Regions from separate parts of the Mus musculus genome. Here regions 2 and 3 are each linked to region 1. The links are chromatin contacts, called in public promoter capture Hi-C maps. All regions are on one chromosome and are shown on one strand. The core of a region is the stretch at or near the end of the contact, and the rest is flanking DNA. Distances in the headings are between cores, read along the strand shown.

Evidence for each region. Promoter capture Hi-C pulls out the DNA fragments that hold promoters and counts their contacts.
Region 2: a promoter capture Hi-C map of hippocampal neurons shows a contact between it and region 1, with 4 times the contacts expected there. The contact joins the enhancer-like site here to the promoter of Lmo3 in region 1. A contact is called at or near these places in 2 of 39 promoter capture datasets (hippocampal neurons and liver), 4 of 115 datasets of contacts at active chromatin or transcription factors (astrocytes, embryonic hindbrain, forebrain and 1 more) and 2 of 9 other capture datasets (embryonic stem cells and embryonic tail).
Region 3: a promoter capture Hi-C map of hippocampal neurons shows a contact between it and region 1, with 5 times the contacts expected there. The contact joins the enhancer-like site here to the promoter of Lmo3 in region 1. A contact is called at or near these places in 2 of 39 promoter capture datasets (hippocampal neurons and liver), 4 of 115 datasets of contacts at active chromatin or transcription factors (astrocytes, embryonic forebrain, forebrain and 1 more) and 2 of 9 other capture datasets (adipose tissue and embryonic stem cells).

Annotation. Positions count from the first base shown.
Region 1 is chr6:138,421,565-138,424,884 of GRCm38.p6, reverse strand. It overlaps Lmo3 (LIM domain only 3), which reads left to right and starts at 1,855. Exons shown (of 4, transcript NM_001356306.1): 1 at 1,855-2,444. It overlaps A830011K09Rik (RIKEN cDNA A830011K09 gene), which reads right to left and starts at 1,780. Exons shown (of 4, transcript NR_126073.1): 1 at 1,520-1,780.
Region 2 is chr6:139,158,848-139,162,167 of GRCm38.p6, reverse strand. No RefSeq gene overlaps it. Among named protein-coding and RNA genes, the nearest start is that of 4922502N22Rik, 160 kb to the left of the region's middle. Within about 2 kb of position 1,602, at least 8 of the 459 cell types and tissues checked have an H3K27ac peak or open chromatin away from gene starts, as enhancers often do. A contact at or near this core is called in hippocampal neurons, where this site is marked.
Region 3 is chr6:137,869,241-137,872,560 of GRCm38.p6, reverse strand. No RefSeq gene overlaps it. Among named protein-coding and RNA genes, the nearest start is that of Gm38552, 14 kb to the right of the region's middle. Within about 2 kb of position 1,575, at least 16 of the 459 cell types and tissues checked have an H3K27ac peak or open chromatin away from gene starts, as enhancers often do. A contact at or near this core is called in hippocampal neurons, where this site is marked.

The DNA.
Region 1 (3,320 bases), core at 606-3,105:
ATTTGTTTTGATTTTATTTCTCCCTTTCCCCACACATACTTCTCCCTCCCTCCCTCTTTTCTTCTCAGTACATTGGCTGCTAAAGATAACAGGCAACACACACACACACACACACACACACATACACACACACCAGAGTGTTTTCAGAGTAGATCTGGCTGGAGGGTGGGGTAGGACAAGCAGGGAGCTGTGTGGATGTGTGTGTGTGTGTGTGTGTGTGTGTGTGTGTGTGTGTGCGTGCGCGCACGCCTGAGTACTAGGGCCAGGAAAAGCCAAAACTTAAGAAGTCTGCTTATAGACTGAACAGCTGAAGGGGTTCTCAGTAATCTTCCTGTCTGTGAATTTCGGTATTTTTCAGGTTAGTTCTGAGTTTTGTTGTCTTTGAAAGGGAGAAGAAAGCAAGCCACCTACTATTTTCTTAGGAGCCTTCTGAAGGTTGGGATTAAAAAATAAATTAGACCGGCTATGCCAGGACTTTGGATATAGGGAAGCATAATTTAACATAAATATTCAAGGGGGACTGCTTTAGTGTGTGTGTGTGTGTGTGTGTGTGTGTATATATATATATGTATATATATATATATATATAATTTGATAGATCGGATAGATAGATAGATAGATAGATAGATAGATAGATAGATATTAAAATTGATGTTACAGAAGTAGCAAAGTTTTTCTGTATTGTTTGAAGGGTGTTTTGTGGGTAGTGTTTTTTTGGGGTGGGTGGGTAGTTCAACAATTGATCCTGTCTTGGCACTGAGAGCATCACATCCAGTGTCATTCAAACTGGCACTATTTTTAAGCTTAACCTTTTGACAAGGCTTTGTGAGAGATGCTGAGAGGACCTTGATAGAGACACCAAAGTGGGCGATAGCTGAAGTTTAAAAACTTAGAAAAAGGAGATGGTTTAAAGCTACCAGTGACCTATAGAGCATCGGAGTGCAGGGAAGAGGTTAAGAGTAATGGGAAAAATTTAGAGGCAAAAATAAAAGGATGTACCCAGGCCTTAAAATAAGTGTATGAAGGCAGGGTGTAGGTGGGCAAGTGGCCAGGGGACCGGCTTAGTCCTGGAAGTCTGGCTCAGCTTCCTGGGGACTAACACTGAAGCAGGTTTCAAAGTCAAGTATTCACCTATCTGTAGTAAGTGTGTTTCAGTGGCCACTTTGGGTTCAGCACCTGGTATGGGGTACAAGTTCACAGTCTGACTCCTGGGGCCATTCGAGAGAGAGGAAAGGGTGTGTGGCACTGCCTGGCCTGAGTTTACATGACAAGGCATTCTGCACAGGGACTTCAGAGAGTTTCTAAACAGAATTCATAGCCCTGGAAACTGCAGACACCCCCAGACATTTACTAAAAGGAGGGCTGTGCAGTTTTCCAGTGTTCCCTGGTAGCACTTTGATTCCTTGGCTTTTATTTTAACTTCCTCCACTGGCACTGTCAGTAACAGATTTAGAGGGCAATTTGCTTTCATAGTCCCCATCCTATTCCAAAATGCCCCCGTTATTTTAGGAAGCCCTACCCTTCTCCTTTGGAGCTCTTTTGCAGTTCTTCTTGTGGGCGAGTCCTGGAGGTAGGGTCCTTCCAGAGTCCAGTCCTGCAGAGGTCACATTCTCTGTGTGATAGGCATGGGTGGGAGGGGATGTCCCCAGCGTTTGTCAGTAGCATATGCAATGGGTTGTGCTGACTGCACTCCCAGGCTTGTCAATTTTCACCCTGGGAAATTAGCAACAAAGCCTGGATCTGTCTCGTGGCTGCTTTTGCACTTTCCGAGGGCGGCTGTACTTGACTGAGCTGCGGAACAGACAGCAGAGACACAGCGAGAGAGAGAGAGAGAGAGAGAGAGAGAGAGAGAGAGAGAGAGAGAGAGAGAGAGAGAGAGAGAGAGCTCAAGCAAGCTAGCGAGCAAGGGAGCCAGCTAGAGGGAGGGAGAGAAGGAAGAGAGAGAAGAGGGAGGGGTGGGGGCGAGAGGTAAATACTCTTAAATCGGAAGGGAGCTGCCTTCACTGTGGATCTGACAGGCGCTGCCTGGGCTCCGAGGCGCTGTAATAACTGGGTGACCTTTTCTTGGGCTGTATTATGTCTGGCTGGGAAGGGATTGCATTTTGCGGCTGAGAGCCAGGGCTTCCTTCAGCTCGGGCTCCTCGCACACTGCTGGGGTAAGTTGTCAGGAGCCAGGACCAAGAGAGACATCCCCCGGACTGCAGTTGCCTAAAAGAAGGACACCTGTGGCTCGCATGCGGTCCACACTGGTACTTGGCGGATCCTGGAGGACCTCATTATTTTAAACTTAAAAAAATATATAGAGAGAGATTCTACCCCCCGGTTTTTTTTTTTCCTTTTTTTTTTTCAAACAATGTTTCTTTTTGACCTTTCCCAAGGAGAAGCGCTACCAAGCAGCCGCTGGGCTCATTGAACACCCTCCCCTGTATCGCTTAATTGAGAAGGTAAGTCAGGGGTTGTGTACTCACGCGTCGGCTTATTTGTGCTGTGTATGTCTGCTGGTGCGCGCGTGCGTGTGCGGATGTTGGGTGGCTTTTTTTTCTTCTTCTTCCCCATCCTCTCCCAAGAAGGCATAAAGTAAAGCTGCACCCGAACCATCCCCACCACCACTGCAACTTTCACCGGGCTGCAGGTCTGCAGAGAGGGTTTTGTGTTTGTTTGGTTCTGTTTAAATCATGGGAGGCATCATTATTTTTGTGATGAGACATGAAATAGATGTGGGGCGGAAGACGTGGATGCCGGAGGAAGAGAGTGGAGCGCGCGGCTGCAGCGCGACGCAACATCTCAAGTAGGAGTCTAGTGCATAATAGACAAAGTTCATTGGGAGCTGCAACATTCGCACACCCTGACTCTGGAAGAGGGGTTGGGACAGTTTGCAAAGGTTGGGGGCGGGGTGTTGCTACCAGGCTAAGGGAAGTGATATCAGTCTTGGGTATTTTCCCAGACCTTTCTACACCTGCTTGATGAAATGTATGCCTGCCACCCCCAAGAAAGAGTTGAAATTACAACCTTGTTTTTGTCTACACCCCTGCTTCTCCCAATGCAACCTTAATATCAAAACACTGCTTCTGTGTGTTGCAAAAGTGACTGTGTCGTGTTCAGTGGACATAGGTTCCTTGTACCCAAGTGTCTGCATCTTAACAGGGAGAGAGAGAGAGAGAGAGAGAGAGAGAGAGAGAGAGAGAGAGAGAGAGAGAGAGAGAGAGATTCAGCACATTTTAACCGGGGCTACTCAGATTGCTGTTATGAAACACAAGTCAGATTTATGATCTTTTTCATACCGAACACGATATGCTATGCTAACACTGCGTGTGACGGTT
Region 2 (3,320 bases), core at 353-2,852, 740 kb before region 1:
CCCATTATTCCCCTCTCCCTCCCCCTGCTCACCAACCCAGGGATCCATCCCATAAAAAAACCCACCAAAACCAGACACTATTGTGGATGGCAACAAGAGCTTGCTGACAGGAGCCTGATATAGCTGTCTCCTGAGAGGCTCTGCCAGTGCCTGACAAAGCCAGCCCATCATTCTTTTCCCATCTCCAGGGTATTCTAGATCTTTCCCAACTTCTTCCTCTCACTAATTACTTTATTCCAGCCCTCAAATAAGGAAGGAATGTCATGGGTACCCATAGATTGCTCAGGCCAGAGAACCAAGTAGGGTAACTGTAGGTCTTCACGTCTTCCTACATCCCTCCAAACGTAATGACCTAGTTTCATCTCCAGTTCAGTAGCAGACCTTCTGCTATGATATTTCCTTACTCTGTGTCCCCATTTCCAGGGAACTAACAGATCCTGGTGGAATGGCTGACTTTCTATGCTATGTGGACCCCTTAGCCCTTCCCCTTCCTAGTGCACACCATTCTTACATGCCTCCACCAAATATCTAGAAATAAAATTTACCTGGTAACCCAGATGGTCAAACCTTCTAGGATACCAGGAGCATTTCTAACCAGGCAACAAATAAACACCACATTATCTTAAAAACTAGAGAGAGCAAAAGAGTCTGTATTGATCTTGACTTCAGCGAACTGGAAGATCTCTGCCTTTTATATTATTATCATCAACATTTGTAAAGAGTACATGTGTTAAACTGATACTATAAATCTATGTTTCATCTATAACTGAATGAGAGGAACTGAACACTTTTCGGTGTCATGAGGTACAACGTGCCATGTAGGTGTCTAAGCAAAACTACTCACAAGGACAAGTTCATATTAATGCATATCCTGATGGCAGACACAGCTTCTCTGTGAGATATTTGCAGATCAATGGCAATTATTTAACATTAAATGAGACAGGGGACTCCAAGTATGTGCAAAGTTACACAGCTGGGTTTCTCTGCCTCAGAAGATGTGTAGTTTACAACTTTAGCCGGTTTTCTTCAGATAGTTTTTCATCTCATTAACAGTTACCTAGCACATGCAGTCAGTTAAACATTCTACTTAGCAGCTTTAATTAGAAAAGAGAATTCTAACAGATACTCAACTCAGAAATTCTTCATTTTGTCATCATCTTAATTAGAAAAGTTTAGACTGAAATATCTGTATACTACAAGAAAATATGTATTCCCCATAGAATATATATATGTATATGTATATATATATACATACATACATATATATATATATATATAACATAAATATATGTTATGTTTCCTAACTGATAACATATAAATAGAAGGGAATAAAATAGATAAAATGTTGCAAGATGTAGATCATTCACAGAAGTGCCCAAAATATCAAGCAGATATTAAACAATTCTACAGGGTTGATCAACTTCCTTTCTTCTCAACTCTCGCAGTCATGTCCTGAGAGATTAAAGTAAAACACAGACTTAAGGGAACGGAACATCGGCAGTGCCAGAAACCAAAGTCAAATCAATCCTTTAACAGTAACTGATCCAGAAAAAGCTGTAGTGGGCCGGGAAAATGGATGCAAATAGAACAAGGCCTCTGAGTGAAAGCATCACATAATTTCTCCTTGGCTTCGACATCAAGTGATTTTACTCGCCTATGCAAATGCAAAGGCTGTCATCTGCCCCCAGTTTCTAATTCTGTTTTCAATAAAATACCAACATACTCACACTGAAAAGCATCAGGGAACTATAACTGTGTTAGGAGACAAGATTTTATAACCTGATGGATGTCATAATATATGTATTACACCTTAATGTACATATATGGCATCAACCTTCTTTATTGTGTCTTTAATCTCATTTTTAAGACATCTAAATATATCCTAATTCAGCTTCACCATTGTGAACATAATGATTATTGTTTCCTGAGAAAGAAAATTATTTTTATGGAGCTGAGACAAATTTGTCCTTTTGGTGTAACTGTTTTACCAGCTTATGTCACTGCTTGATATTGTCCAGTTTGGTTCAAAAGTCAACATCTGTACCAACCCCTGAACAAAGCTCAACAAATATCACCGAATATACTGGAGGTCTGTAAGAGTCAGAAGATGAACAGACATACTGTGAACGGCTGGCTTTTTAGACAGCTCAGCTGCTCTCTACAAGAACTCACAGCAGCTGTGGTTTCCCACACAAGAAGTCCACAAGATCCAGAGAGTTATTCTAAGCACAGAGTGAGAGTGGCTCCAGATGCTCAAACCCTTAACTAAGCAGATACTCGCAGTTGTGGGTTGTAGGAGGAGAAAGAGGCAAGCTTCTTTGGTGGTATAGGGCACGGTATGACCACTGGTAAATTGTCCTTTCCCCAAGAGATGACCACATACACAGACATATGGGCAGAAACTTTAAAATCAGTGGATTATTAAGAAAAGGGCATACAAAGAAGGGAAGCCATTTTGGAAGACAGGGCTACTGGAGAGAGGGAGAGGTGGATGGATATGACCAACACATATTGCATATGTGGATGATATCTTTAAAAAAAGAAACCCCTAGTCAAGATGGATATATTTAAAGAGCTAACGTTTTTAGCTGCACTAAGAGATTTATTTTTAGTGCTTAAAAGCAGATTTTCTTGGGTCTTAAAAAAGCACTACACTATTATCAGTTTTAAGATATAGGCAATAGTTAGGTATATTAATGTATTTGTAAAATATGCAATGATAAATATATTGTATTGAAATTTATATCTGCATTTGAAAGTGTAAAATGTCTTTTTAGTTTATATCTACATGATTCCAGGTTATTCCAACAGGAATGATTTTTATGTTAGCTTCATATCCTGGCAACTGCTCACAAATGTATCTTTGCAAAGCTATTGTCCATCCACCTTGTTTTTGTCAAGGACCCCCAAAGTTATGCATGGCTAAGGTATGAGGGAGAGCCAATGTTTGAACTTTACCTGTTTACAACAAACAAAAGGTAAAACATCCTGAAGGTGTATTACAATGTACTTATGTGATTAAGTAATTATGACATATCCTATGAGTTTGTGCTTATGTAATCCATTAATTAACCAAGTTACTTTAACAGAGAGGGTCATTGTTTCTAAACTGTCACAGGCAGAAAGACAAAGGAGGTAATTCTGTTTCAAAGAGCAGTTATCTACAGAAAGAATCTATGGGTTGAAGGTGCTATGTAGTCAGCAGCTAAACTTCTTCATGTTAAACGGGTCATGTCTTTAGCAATAGGGACTTGCCATATGTCTGTACAGAACAACCCATTATCTTTGTCAACAGCCTTGATAATTTGGGTGTTTCCATG
Region 3 (3,320 bases), core at 326-2,825, 550 kb after region 1:
CTGATCCAGAAGAGACACGTTGTTCCTTCGGCGCCCTCTATTGACAAGGTCAGGCTAGTGCCATTCGGCGAGGCATGCGTCATTCAGTGAGAAGAGAGAGTAGATTTGTGTGCCGCTTAGAATCAACAAACTGATAATTGGGTCCGTACAGATACAAAATGCCTTTTTTTCCCCCTAAGACATGCACACAGAAGAAATGCCTGTTTCGTATTTGTGCAAAGACAAGCTGGGGAATTGCTTTGAGTCCTGAGATCATGGTGAGGGGTACCTGGCATGCAACCATTGTTGCTCTGCTCGGCCCCAAATAACCAGTCTGTATAGGCAGCCTCTTCGCAGCACGACACTATGGCTCGCCGTCACTTCCTGTTTGAATTACTTTTTTAAAGACATAAACAATAGCAATCACACACACAAGCCTCTCTTGTTCAGTTGCTCTGAACAGGTTAATTGTATGCTGAGGAAAAGCGTTCCTTTTCTAATGACTCAAAAGCAAGACAGACGAGTGAGTGAACGTGTGATTTGATTCAGACATTCTTCTTAGATTGTTGCTGTTTGCGGCCATCACCTGGACCTACCCCTAACACCGGTGAAGTTAAGAACCTAGACTATCTAAAGGCATCCGTCCCAGGGTTCCTCAGGCTACTGGACAATTTCCATTTCTTGAATGAAAAAAAAAATCTCAGAATTCATTGATTTGGGGGTAAAGTTACTGAAAGCATCGAGGAAGGTCAATGAAACGGGTTGCTTAACTGAGGGAAATAGATGCCATCCTTGCTCACTGGTAGTTTCTGTGTACTCTTTATGCATAAATCAGTCTCGTTTGTGATAAGGAACACTGGAAGGGCTTGGATTCTCAGGAGGAGCAGACAGAAGCAGGAGCCCTGGGCCGTGGTCTAGGGAGGGCTTTGTGTGAAATTGCTGAAATGGAAGCAGACAGCGAGTTAATTCTGTTGCATTTCTGATGGGTTACTCTGCCGTGCTGGAAATGCTTCGAATGTGGACACTATTAAAGAAACTAAGCACCCGGTGGAAAGAGCGGGACAGGGTTGTTTTAGGTAAACTGGGCTGGTTGCAACAGCGGATAGATACTTTCTTTCCAAGCCTTCGAAAAGTAAAGGGGATACTCTCTTTCCAAGTCTTTGATGTTATCTTTCAAATGGGGGATGAACACACTTTTTGTCAACTTTCTCTACACCCTGAAATAACAAGACTCCATTCCCAAGCTTTTCTGTACCATAGTTAACAATTATTCTAATTGTCAGTCCCTGGATTTTTTTTTTATGCTTTCCCTGAAATGTGATAATTTGTAGGCTAATGTAAGAAATTAGACCATTTCCTAGTTTTTCTAAAAGGAAAGCACAAGGCTTCCTCTCTCAATAGATTGACATCGCAACCCCTCCACCTGTGAGAATCAATGAAGCGTTCACTCATTCGGAGTTCTACCGCCTTCTTGTCAACAAGGTGGAGGGAGTTTGTTTTTTTTTCTTTTTCTTTTTAGTGCTTTCTCTGTACTGTCATTTCAGATTCACAGTTGCTAAGTATTCCAGGAGCCCAGCAGAGGGACTCTCTCATGGTGTGATTTGCAAACTTTGAAATAACACCCACCATCAGAAGCACCATATGTTGCTGCGTTATAGTCAGCTGACAGGAGCATGTCATTTGTCATTCGAAATTCAGAAAATGTCAGCATCTTCATACCCAGCAATTGCCTACACGCCTCTCTGGTTAGCAAAGAGCATCATTGAGCCTAAGTGCACATGAAAATATGGGAGTCGTATGGAGGAATAAAAATAGCGGAGTCAGTATTAAGACACACAGCTTCATGAGCATATGGACAGACAGATCAACTTCCTATGCTCCCACCGTGTGTGTGTGTGTGTGTGTGTGTGTGTGTGTGTGTGTGTGTGTGTGTGTGTGTGTGTGTCTGTGTGTGTCTGTGTGTGTCTGTGTGTGCATGCATGAGTATGTATGTATGTGTGCGTGCATCTAGGAGAAAGGTCTGACCCATAGGGTTAATGGCATTTGGGCTAATCACGTTTTCTAACACTGGTGACTCAAATGTATCTTTTAATTATAAAATAGGATACCAAAGAATATTTTTTAATCCATTAAAGGCAGATTCAACATAAAACACAAGCTGTTTCCTTTGTGATTAAATTGCATGCAGCTGCGCTAGCTTCCGCAGAGCCAAGAGAGAAAAGCACTTGGTAATTCTTCCTAATTAGAGGATGCTAATTACTCCTAAATACAATGCACTTTCAATGTTATAAAGGTTCCTCTAAATCAATGTTTTTATAGGGCTAAAAATTAATAATGATTTCAAATCCATTAACTGTGGCCAAACTACCCATTTGTTCATGCTTGCACATGACTTTACAATGAAATCTCTGAACTGAAATGAGGTGAGGACCGAGCCACATGGCCTGGCGTATTAGCACATTATTTCCATGTTGATCAGTGCCCCATGGTGGTGTTTCTTCCCTGTGCTCATGTCATGGTGGAAGCAGAAGCAGGCACTCTGTGGTTGGAGCATGGTCATGCTTCCAATTTGCCTTCACTCTGTGTTCCCATCAGATAGCGGAACTTCCCTGCAGCAGGGGCTGGGATCTAAGTTCTTAATCACACGAGGGACCCATGGGGACAGAGAAACTCAGTTGCTGGGCACTACACGTTTTCTCCTTTGACACAAAAGTCCATGAAGACTTTGAGAGTCAAACAAAAGTTGTCCATTTTGTCTAATTAAAATACCAGGGCTGTATCAATGTATAGAACCAGTGAGATGTTTCAGCAGGTGGAAATGTCTGTTCCCATGCCTTATGAGCTGAGCTCAGTCCCTGGAACCCCCCCCCCCAACACACACACATGATAAAATGAGAAAAACAACTACCTTTATAGGAAAAGTATAGTGTATGTGTACTCAAATAAATGCACAAAAAGATTTAAAAAGTATATAAATTTTAAAATAACACTGTTCACTACACACTCTTCCAACTAAATTATGACCCTTATCAAATAAAGTCTTTTAAACATTTTTCTGGGATTAAAGTGGTTCAAGTGCACTATTGCATATGCCAGCAAGATTTTGCTGAAAGGACCCTGATATAGCTGTCTCTTGTGAGGCTATGCCAGTGCCTGGCAAATACAGAAGTGGATGCTCACAGTCATCTATAGGATGGAACACAGGGCCCCCAATGGAGGAGCTAGAGAAAGTACCCAAGGAGCTGAAGGGGTCTGCAATTCTATAGGTTGAACAACAATATGAACTCAACAGTACCCCCAGAGCTCATGTCTCTGGCTGCATATGTAGCAGAAGATGGCCT